Linked DNA regions of Mus musculus: region 2 is linked to region 1. Evidence: chromatin contacts called from public HiChIP or PLAC-seq data. All regions are on one chromosome and are shown on one strand. Each heading gives the region's core, a stretch centred on a gene start, on an enhancer-like site or on the middle of the called end of the contact. The rest is flanking DNA. Distances are from core to core; before and after follow the strand shown.

What was found. HiChIP or PLAC-seq counts read pairs in DNA pulled down with a chosen protein or histone mark.
Region 2: an H3K27ac HiChIP or PLAC-seq map of trophoblast stem cells shows a contact between it and region 1, with 9 times the contacts expected there. The contact joins two enhancer-like sites. A contact is called at or near these places in 1 of 484 Hi-C or Micro-C datasets (cranial neural crest), 1 of 115 datasets of contacts at active chromatin or transcription factors (trophoblast stem cells) and 3 of 9 other capture datasets (adipose tissue, liver and pancreatic islet).

Annotation. Positions count from the first base shown.
Region 1 is chr7:125,777,611-125,781,468 of GRCm38.p6, reverse strand. The region is part of intron 6 of D430042O09Rik (RIKEN cDNA D430042O09 gene); the gene reads right to left. Among named protein-coding and RNA genes, the nearest start is that of D430042O09Rik, 72 kb to the right of the region's middle. Within about 2 kb of position 1,623, at least 1 of the 459 cell types and tissues checked has an H3K27ac peak or open chromatin away from gene starts, as enhancers often do. A contact at or near this core is called in trophoblast stem cells, where this site is marked.
Region 2 is chr7:126,108,977-126,112,884 of GRCm38.p6, reverse strand. It overlaps Xpo6 (exportin 6), which reads left to right. Exons shown (of 24, transcript NM_001311143.2): 17 at 1-133; 18 at 2,816-2,971. Among named protein-coding and RNA genes, the nearest start is that of Gm30807, 11 kb to the right of the region's middle. Within about 2 kb of position 1,429, at least 8 of the 459 cell types and tissues checked have an H3K27ac peak or open chromatin away from gene starts, as enhancers often do. A contact at or near this core is called in trophoblast stem cells, where this site is marked.

The DNA.
Region 1 (3,858 bases), core at 374-2,873:
ATGTTTGAAATAAACCAGAAAGCAAACCATACCAGGCAAAAAGACAGAACTGGGGTCTGGGAGTGGGAGTTGTGTCTACCTGCCAGTGACCTATAGGACAGCTCTGCAGATGAGCCACACCCTGTGCATAGCACGTCTTCTCTGCTACTACAGAGTCTGGAATGTGAGAAGATGTTCTTCTACAGCCTAGGAGCCTCAAGTTCAGAGATTGCAGGAAAAGGAAATACTTAATCCACCCCTTCCTGTTGGAAGAGGAAATGGGGCTCCAAAAGAAGGTGACTTAGCCAAGGCCTTTCAAAAAGTTAATGGAAGGTCAGCTACTCTCTTAGGCCTGGTGAGTCTCCATCATGTGCTGTCAGGCTTCAGGGAAACAGCAGACACAGCTGAGTTGTCATGACACCCAACAGAGACTAGAGACCAGGGGAAGCTTCCCAAGTATGAGTGGAGCAGCAGCAGTGATGCCCACAGTGGGCCAGGTAGCTCAGCTGCAGGCTGGGAGCTGAGGCTGCTCTGCCTACCATTGCTGTGGCCCTCCTTACCTTGAATTTTTACACTTACTTTTCAGGCCTTAACTAATAATGTATTTTCTACCCAACTCTATCTTGTTGGCATTGTTTGTTTGTTTGTTTGTTTGTCCTTCTGGTCTGAACTGTGTTTTTGAATGTGACAACCAAAATATATTTATCAACCTAGTGCTTGGAGGCTGATGGTAAGTTCAATGCCAATCTGTCTCAACAGGCCAAACGAAAGTGAATTGTTTTATGTGAAAATAATTATTTGAGGCTATCATTGAATGTAGGTCTCATGTGTGCTAAGCATGTGCCTTACCATCACCACCACTGCCCACTCTGTTTAATTCAGCTTTGACCTCGTACAAGCCAGGCTTCCTTCTCTGTGCACACTGGAGTCCACCAGCCAAGAACTGCTACATCTTGTAAGAGTTTTCATCAAGTACAACATTGGGAAACATTCATGTTTCCCTTACAGAAAGCCCCCACAGTCAGGCCCCCACTGCCTCGCTCTCCCAAGAACTGTCTTATTTCCCCTTCCCCACTCCCCTCTGATAACTGAATGGAAGAAGCACGATGTTGGCCAAAGAGCTGAGGCAGGAGAGAGAGAGACAGACAGACAGCTGAGCACTTGCTACTTTTGCAGAGGACCCAGGTTAGGTTCCCAGCATCCACGTAATAGCTCACAACTACCTATAACTCCAGTTCCAAGGGATCCAACATCTTCTGCTCATCTGGGCTCTTTATACCCCCACCCCTACACAGACATAATAAATCTTTGGGGGGAAAGGTTTCCTTGTATAAAACAGCTTACCTCTGTCTGTACCAAACAGAGTTAAGACACAATCTCCCTCCCATTTGGAGGTTCTATCTTTAAAACTTATTAAAGTAGGTGGTGGTAGGACACTGTCGTAGTTAAAGTTTTTATTGCTGTGATGAAATACCATGACCAAAGCAACTTGAGGAGAAAAAGGCTTATTTCAATTTATGCTTCCAGGTGACAGTCTATCACTAAGTCAGGAGCCTGGAGGCAGGAGCTGATGCAAACGCCATGAGGAATGCTGCTTACTGGCTTGCTTCCCATGGCTTGCTCAGCCTGCTTTTTATAAAGCCCAGGGCCACCTGCTGAGGAATGACATAAAACTGTCCAGCATAGACACACAGGCCATCCTAGTGCTCTAAAGACTGAAGTGAGAGAAGTAAGAGTCTGAAGCCAGTCTGGGCCACATAGCCATATACTGTCCCAATAAACAAGCAAGTGAAACTGCTTTGAAATCTCTAAGACCTTGACACTAATGTTCAACCTATGTGCTGGCTAGTTTTATGTCAATTAGACACAAGCTGCAGTCATCTGAGAGGAAGAAACCTCAATTGAGAAAATTCCTCCTTAAGATCTGGCTATAGGACAGACCTAGAAGGACAGTTTTTATTAGTGACTGATATGGGCCTAGGCTACCCCATTGTGAATGGTGCCACCCCTGGACTGGTTGGGTTCTATAGGAAAGCAGGCGGAGCAAGCCATGATGAGCAAGCCAGTAAGTAGCCCCCCTCCATGGCCTCTGAATCAGCTCCTGCCTCCAAGTCCCTACCTAGTATGGATTCCTGCTTTGGTTTCCCCTAATGGACTGTGACTCTACATGCAAGTCAAATCCCTTTTCTCTCCAAGCTACTTTTGGTCATGGTGTTTTACCATGGCAATAGTAAACCTGGCTAATATAACCAAATCAAACTGTGTCTTTCCTTGTGCCTTGGTTTCTCTTAAGAGACTGGAGAGATAACTCAGTAGTTAAGAGTATGTATCATTATTCTTCCAGAAGATCCGAGGTCGATTCTTGTGTTCCTATTGGGCACCTCACAGTCTTTTGTTAACTTCAGTTCTAGGGTGACCAAATGCCTCTAGTCTTCATGGGAAGCTGAACTCGCATGCACATACTGACAAACAGGCACATGTACATATACATATACATAACTTAAAATAAATCTCTAGAGGGGAAAAGTTGATAGTTTGGGGCCAACAAGATGGCTCAGTGGTTTTACCACATGTGCACTCACACACACACACACACACACACACACACACACACACACATACACACACCAAGTAAGTAATAGAAAAGCTAAAAGGTTTTAAGTGTTGACAATTTTGAGCTTTTAACTATGGTTTAAATATTTTTGTCTTTTATACTTCTAATATATATGTCAAGACACTCTTTCCTTTTGAGGTAGATTCTAATCTTCAAGCTCAGTTCCCAAGTACCAGGCAGGAGTTCCTGGACTACGCTGTGTGTGTGTGTGTGTGTGTGTGTGTGTGAGTGATTGTGGTGGTGGTTCTTGCCACAATATGGATGGATATTTTTTCCAATCTTTTTATTAGATATTTTCTTTATTTACATTTCAAATGCTATCTCGAAAGTTCCCTATACCCTCCCCCCACCCTGCTCCCCTACCCACCCACTCCCACTTCTTGGCCCTGGCGTTCCCCTGTTCTGGGGCATATAAAGTTTGCAATACCAAGAGGCCTCTCTTCCCAATAATGGCTAATTAGGCCATCTTCTGCTACATATGGAAAAAAAAAAGATGGATGGATATGGAGGTCAGGGAACAGGACAGCCTTGGGTCATGCCTCACACCTAGTTTGAGACAGTCTATGTTATTTACTTCTGTGTACACTAGGCTAGCTAGGAAGCTTCAGGGAGTCTCCTGCCCCTGCCTCCAGCCCTGGAGGAGCACAGGATGCCTCCACTGGCTTTCTGCCTCAATGTTTGTTCTGGGAATTCTAACTCAGGCTCTCAGGCTCCTGTGGCAGGTGCTTTATCCACTGGGCCATCTTCTCAGCCCTAGTGTTTTGATTTTTAAAACTTGTTTTGAAAAATGCAGAACCCACACTTCATCAAGCTAGTAGGATGGACACCCAGATATCTACCACCTACAATCCCCAACTGTTATCATTCTGTCACCACATTGTGTACAGTTTTCACTTGTTGCACCTGTAACACTGTGACCCTTTGTCTTCTATACTCTGTATGTTGCCTAAGAATTGTTTTCTGAGAGGCTGGAGAGACAGCTCAGGAGTTAAGAGCATTGGCTGCTCTTCCAGAGGGCTAGGGTTCCATTCCAATCACCCTTCTAGAGGCTTACAAGCTCACAACTGTCTATAATTCCAGTTTCAGGGAATCCAGCACACTCTTCTAGCTTCCTAGGTATGCATGTGGCACATAGATAAACATGCAGGCAAAATACCCATACACCTCATATAGTAGATATGAAAATGAATATCTACTATAGTAAACCTTAAAGAGAGATGGAAAGAAAGAAAGAAAGAAAGAAAGAAAGAAAGAAAGAAAGAAAG
Region 2 (3,908 bases), core at 180-2,679, 330 kb before region 1:
CTTCCTGAGAGTGAGCAGCAGTGGCCTCTGCGCTCGATCAACCATGCCAGCCTCATCTCTGCACTCTCCCGGGACTACCACAGCCTGAAGCCCAGTGCTACTGCCCCCCAGAGAAAGGTGCCACTTGGTGACAGTAAGTCGCTTCTGTGTAGACATTTGCACCTAAAGCCCTTGAAATGACTTCCGTTGCTTCACAGAAAAGGCTCGGATAGTAAGATGCTTATTAATTCTAATGTACATCTGCTGGACATACTTCCTGAGTGCATTCCCCTGTCTGCTAGCTAAGTGTTGGAACCTAAAGAAACCCTCTGTGAACTGTGTGCTGCCTCCATCTATTAGCCCTAGGGTGACTGTGAACCTATTTCAGATTCCTGTGTGAACTGTCTTCTGGGTGACCTTAACCTTTTCCAAATAAAAACATTTCAGAGGTTTTAGAAGAACATGAGCCTTCATATATAATACTGAGGTGTGATTGTTTATATTAACAAGGAGAAGAAAATGAGACAATTCTAATTCATGGAAAGAAGGATCAAGTTTCTCTGAAAATAACAAGTACAAAATATTTTTAAAAATAGAATACATCTTTTCACATTAGGAATAATGAAACACTATTAGATGGTGTTGCTTGTAGAAGAATGCCAACAGGGATGCTTTGTGAAATCTCACAGGTGGTAGTAAAGAGTGCTCTTTTTGTTAGTGTGAGTGAGGTAGGTCTAACTGTGCATCTCAGGCTAGCTTAGAATGCAGATAGTCAAGTTGTCATCTTTCTGGCTCACCTTTTCTTCACGGTAGCCTGCTGTAAGCACCATTTTTCTTTGTTTTTTTTTTTTTTTTTCCTTTTTGTTTTTTTTTTTTTTTTTGAGATGATTTTTCTAGAATTCATCACATAGACTAGGTTAGCTGACTAGTGGCAAAGAAGGTGGAGGAGGTAGAAGTCAGAATGGCTAAGTCTGAGACTCTGTACCACTTCTCAATGTCTCTTGCTTTCTGAGAATAAGGTCTTTAATGTCTTGGTTGTTGTTTTTATTGTTATTATTATTATTATTGCTATTATCTGAGGTAGATAGACTCTGTACAGCTCAGACTGTCCTGGAAGTTTTGATATTCCTGCCTCTGCCTCCGAGTGCTGAGTGTACAGGCGTGTCCTATCTGCCTGGCTTTCATGGTTTGTAATATACTATCTGTGGGTAGGCCACAGTCACACATTTAACAGTGCTTTCAGTTTACTTTATGTTTTGGTAAATAAACATTGGTCCTTAAAATTTTTCCTTGAGTGTCAGACAGATCTGATTTTTGTCTCTACACTCCATTGTTGTAGCCCCAATACCTTGTCCTTTATGTCTGGTACCCTGTCCTTCATGGGCTCCTAGCCTTATCACAGTCTCTGAGCATGCACAAGTTTGTGCTTGCTTCTTATCAGTGGTGTATAGTGCCTTTTGTTTGTTGTTGTGCCTCCCTGTGAGCAGTCTTCAGTGATCCAGCCTGTGATGAGTCACTGCCTTCCATCCATTGTCCGTGAGGGGTCTAGTCTGGCCACTGTTTCAGATGAAGAAAGCAGAGCTCAGCAGTTAGTGACACTAGAGGAACAGAGCTAGCTTTGCACGTCTCCTCAGCATGCCTTCTTTCTGTCACACCCTCCTCTGATTTAAGCTTTAGCCCACATAGGAACCTATGGACTCTGAGGTTCAAGACAGCGCACAACGCATACTGGAGGTTCGAGAGTGGCTCTCTCAGCTTCAATCTGGACTAGCCTATGGAGCTCATCAAGGCTGAGTCTGCTAGGCTTGAACTGAGTCAGGCAGCCTCCACTCATGTAGGAGAATGATGACAGCTTTCTCTTCCTATGTCAGGTGCCCTGCTAAACTTTGCCCCATAAGAACCTAATAAAGTTGGGTCTCTTGGCCTGACTTGGATCCTACCCAAGGTATAAGCTGGTTCCTGACCCTCTGCTGCTCACTTCTGATGTTGACTAGTAACTGCCAACATTCTCTGTGCAGTATAGAATCATGCTGTGAACTCATATGTCAGTATCTTGCTATAGTTAAATATGTTGCCACTAATAAAAAATAAGTATGTATACATTATCAGACTATAGGCCTGATAGGCCAAAGATTGATAAAGTAATTTTTCCTAAAGCCATCACTATTACATTGCATGGTAGGCTGTGCCTGTGTGGTTAGCAGGGTGGGTGCTGTCTGTTGCTGAAGAGAGATGAGTCTATTCTCCTGTGTTAATTGCCTGATCATTTGTTTCTTCAGTCTTCTTATCAGCTTATAGGGTATTTGGTTGGCCAGTTGGTGTTTTATGGAGAAGCAGGTGTGTGTATGTGTGTGTGTGTGTGTGAGATTGTCTCCTGACAAGCCTAGGCTGGCCTCAAACTCAGCTCTGCAGTTTGAACTTCTACTCCTGTCTCCTGAGTGATGGAATTAAAAGGTACACCACACCCAGTTTTTGTGTGATTCTGAGTGTTGAACCCAGGGCCTCGTGCTTGTTAGGCAAGAACTTGAGCTATATCCCCAGCCTATCATCTATTTGATTTATTGCTAGAGGTAGAGGGGGAGAAGGCATAAGTCTAAGTGTGCAGACAATAGGACAACTGGAGTCTTGAAGGTTAAAAGGAAGAGGAGAGAGATAGGACTTGGTGCCTATAGGGTCATATAATGAAAGAGATAAGTTCTACTTGTTAGTAAGACTTCCCTTTTGCCTTCCTGGTCTCTCCTCTGCAAGATTCCCCCCCCCCCCCCCTTGTGTATATTTCCTCTAATTATACCGTATCTCAGACAACACATAACTGAAGCTTCATCTTGACTTACAGCCAAAGTGATTATTCACCAGACACTTAGTGTCTTGGAAGATATCGTGGAGAATATTTCTGGGGAATCCACCAAGTCTCGACAGATCTGCTACCAGTCACTGCAGGAATCTGTTCAGGTCTCCCTGGCCCTCTTTCCAGCTTTTATCCATCAGTCAGGTAAGAGTTGGCTCAGAGGCCTGCCTTATGGATGATGGTGTTCACAAGGGCCTGCTTAGATCTATAGAGCAGCTGGCCTGGGCTGTGCTCAGTGAGGCCATACACACTGACAGAGGCAAAGCTATGACATCTTTGGAAAGTCTGGAGAGATGAGCTGAGCCCTTGGTGTCGACCTGGTGCCTGTCCTGTGACATGGAGTTGCTTGCAGGCTCCTGCTTAGTTTTCTTTGTAAATTAAGGTGGGTGGGTGAGAGATTAGGCACCATAACAGACAGGAAGGAGAGGAAAGAGGAACGGTGGGTACTGCTTCCTTAGCACCTGGCTGATGTAAACCACTGTCAGTGCTGCTGTCACCCTAGATAGGCCTGGCTCTCCTGCAAGCAGTCACAGTAGACTTATTGGTCTTAGGCAGCAGAGCCTTTATAGCTAGATGCACTGATTTCATCTTGTAAGCACTTTGTGTATGTAAGAACCAAAATGTCCCATGCGACTGACATTGTGACCTGGATATGGAACCACACTAACCAGAATCAATAAGTCCATTTGGTGGCCCAGGGCAGTGTGACCTGAGCACTCTGTCATTATCTACTTTTATCCACTTAACCTTGACCTACTACAGCGATGATTGGTCTTAGAGGGAAATGCCGAGGTACTCAGGTGTTGACCTAGTTGGATAATTTCTTGGATGTGAGCATAAAGTGGTTCATTTTCACCGAGAGTGCTGACCATGCTGGATGCGGGACAGTGTGCTGGGCTTCACGCTGAGACAACTCCATTTCCTACTGTGAGCAATCAGGCAGCTGTTCCCAGGACCAGAGCCGTGTTCTCAGCAGGCCCTTAATCATCTTCCACTTTCTGTCATTGGCTCTGATGGTGCTGGGGACATTTCTTCCAGTAGGAGAGATTAGAGAGAGATGACAGTGCAGATTGCAAAGGAA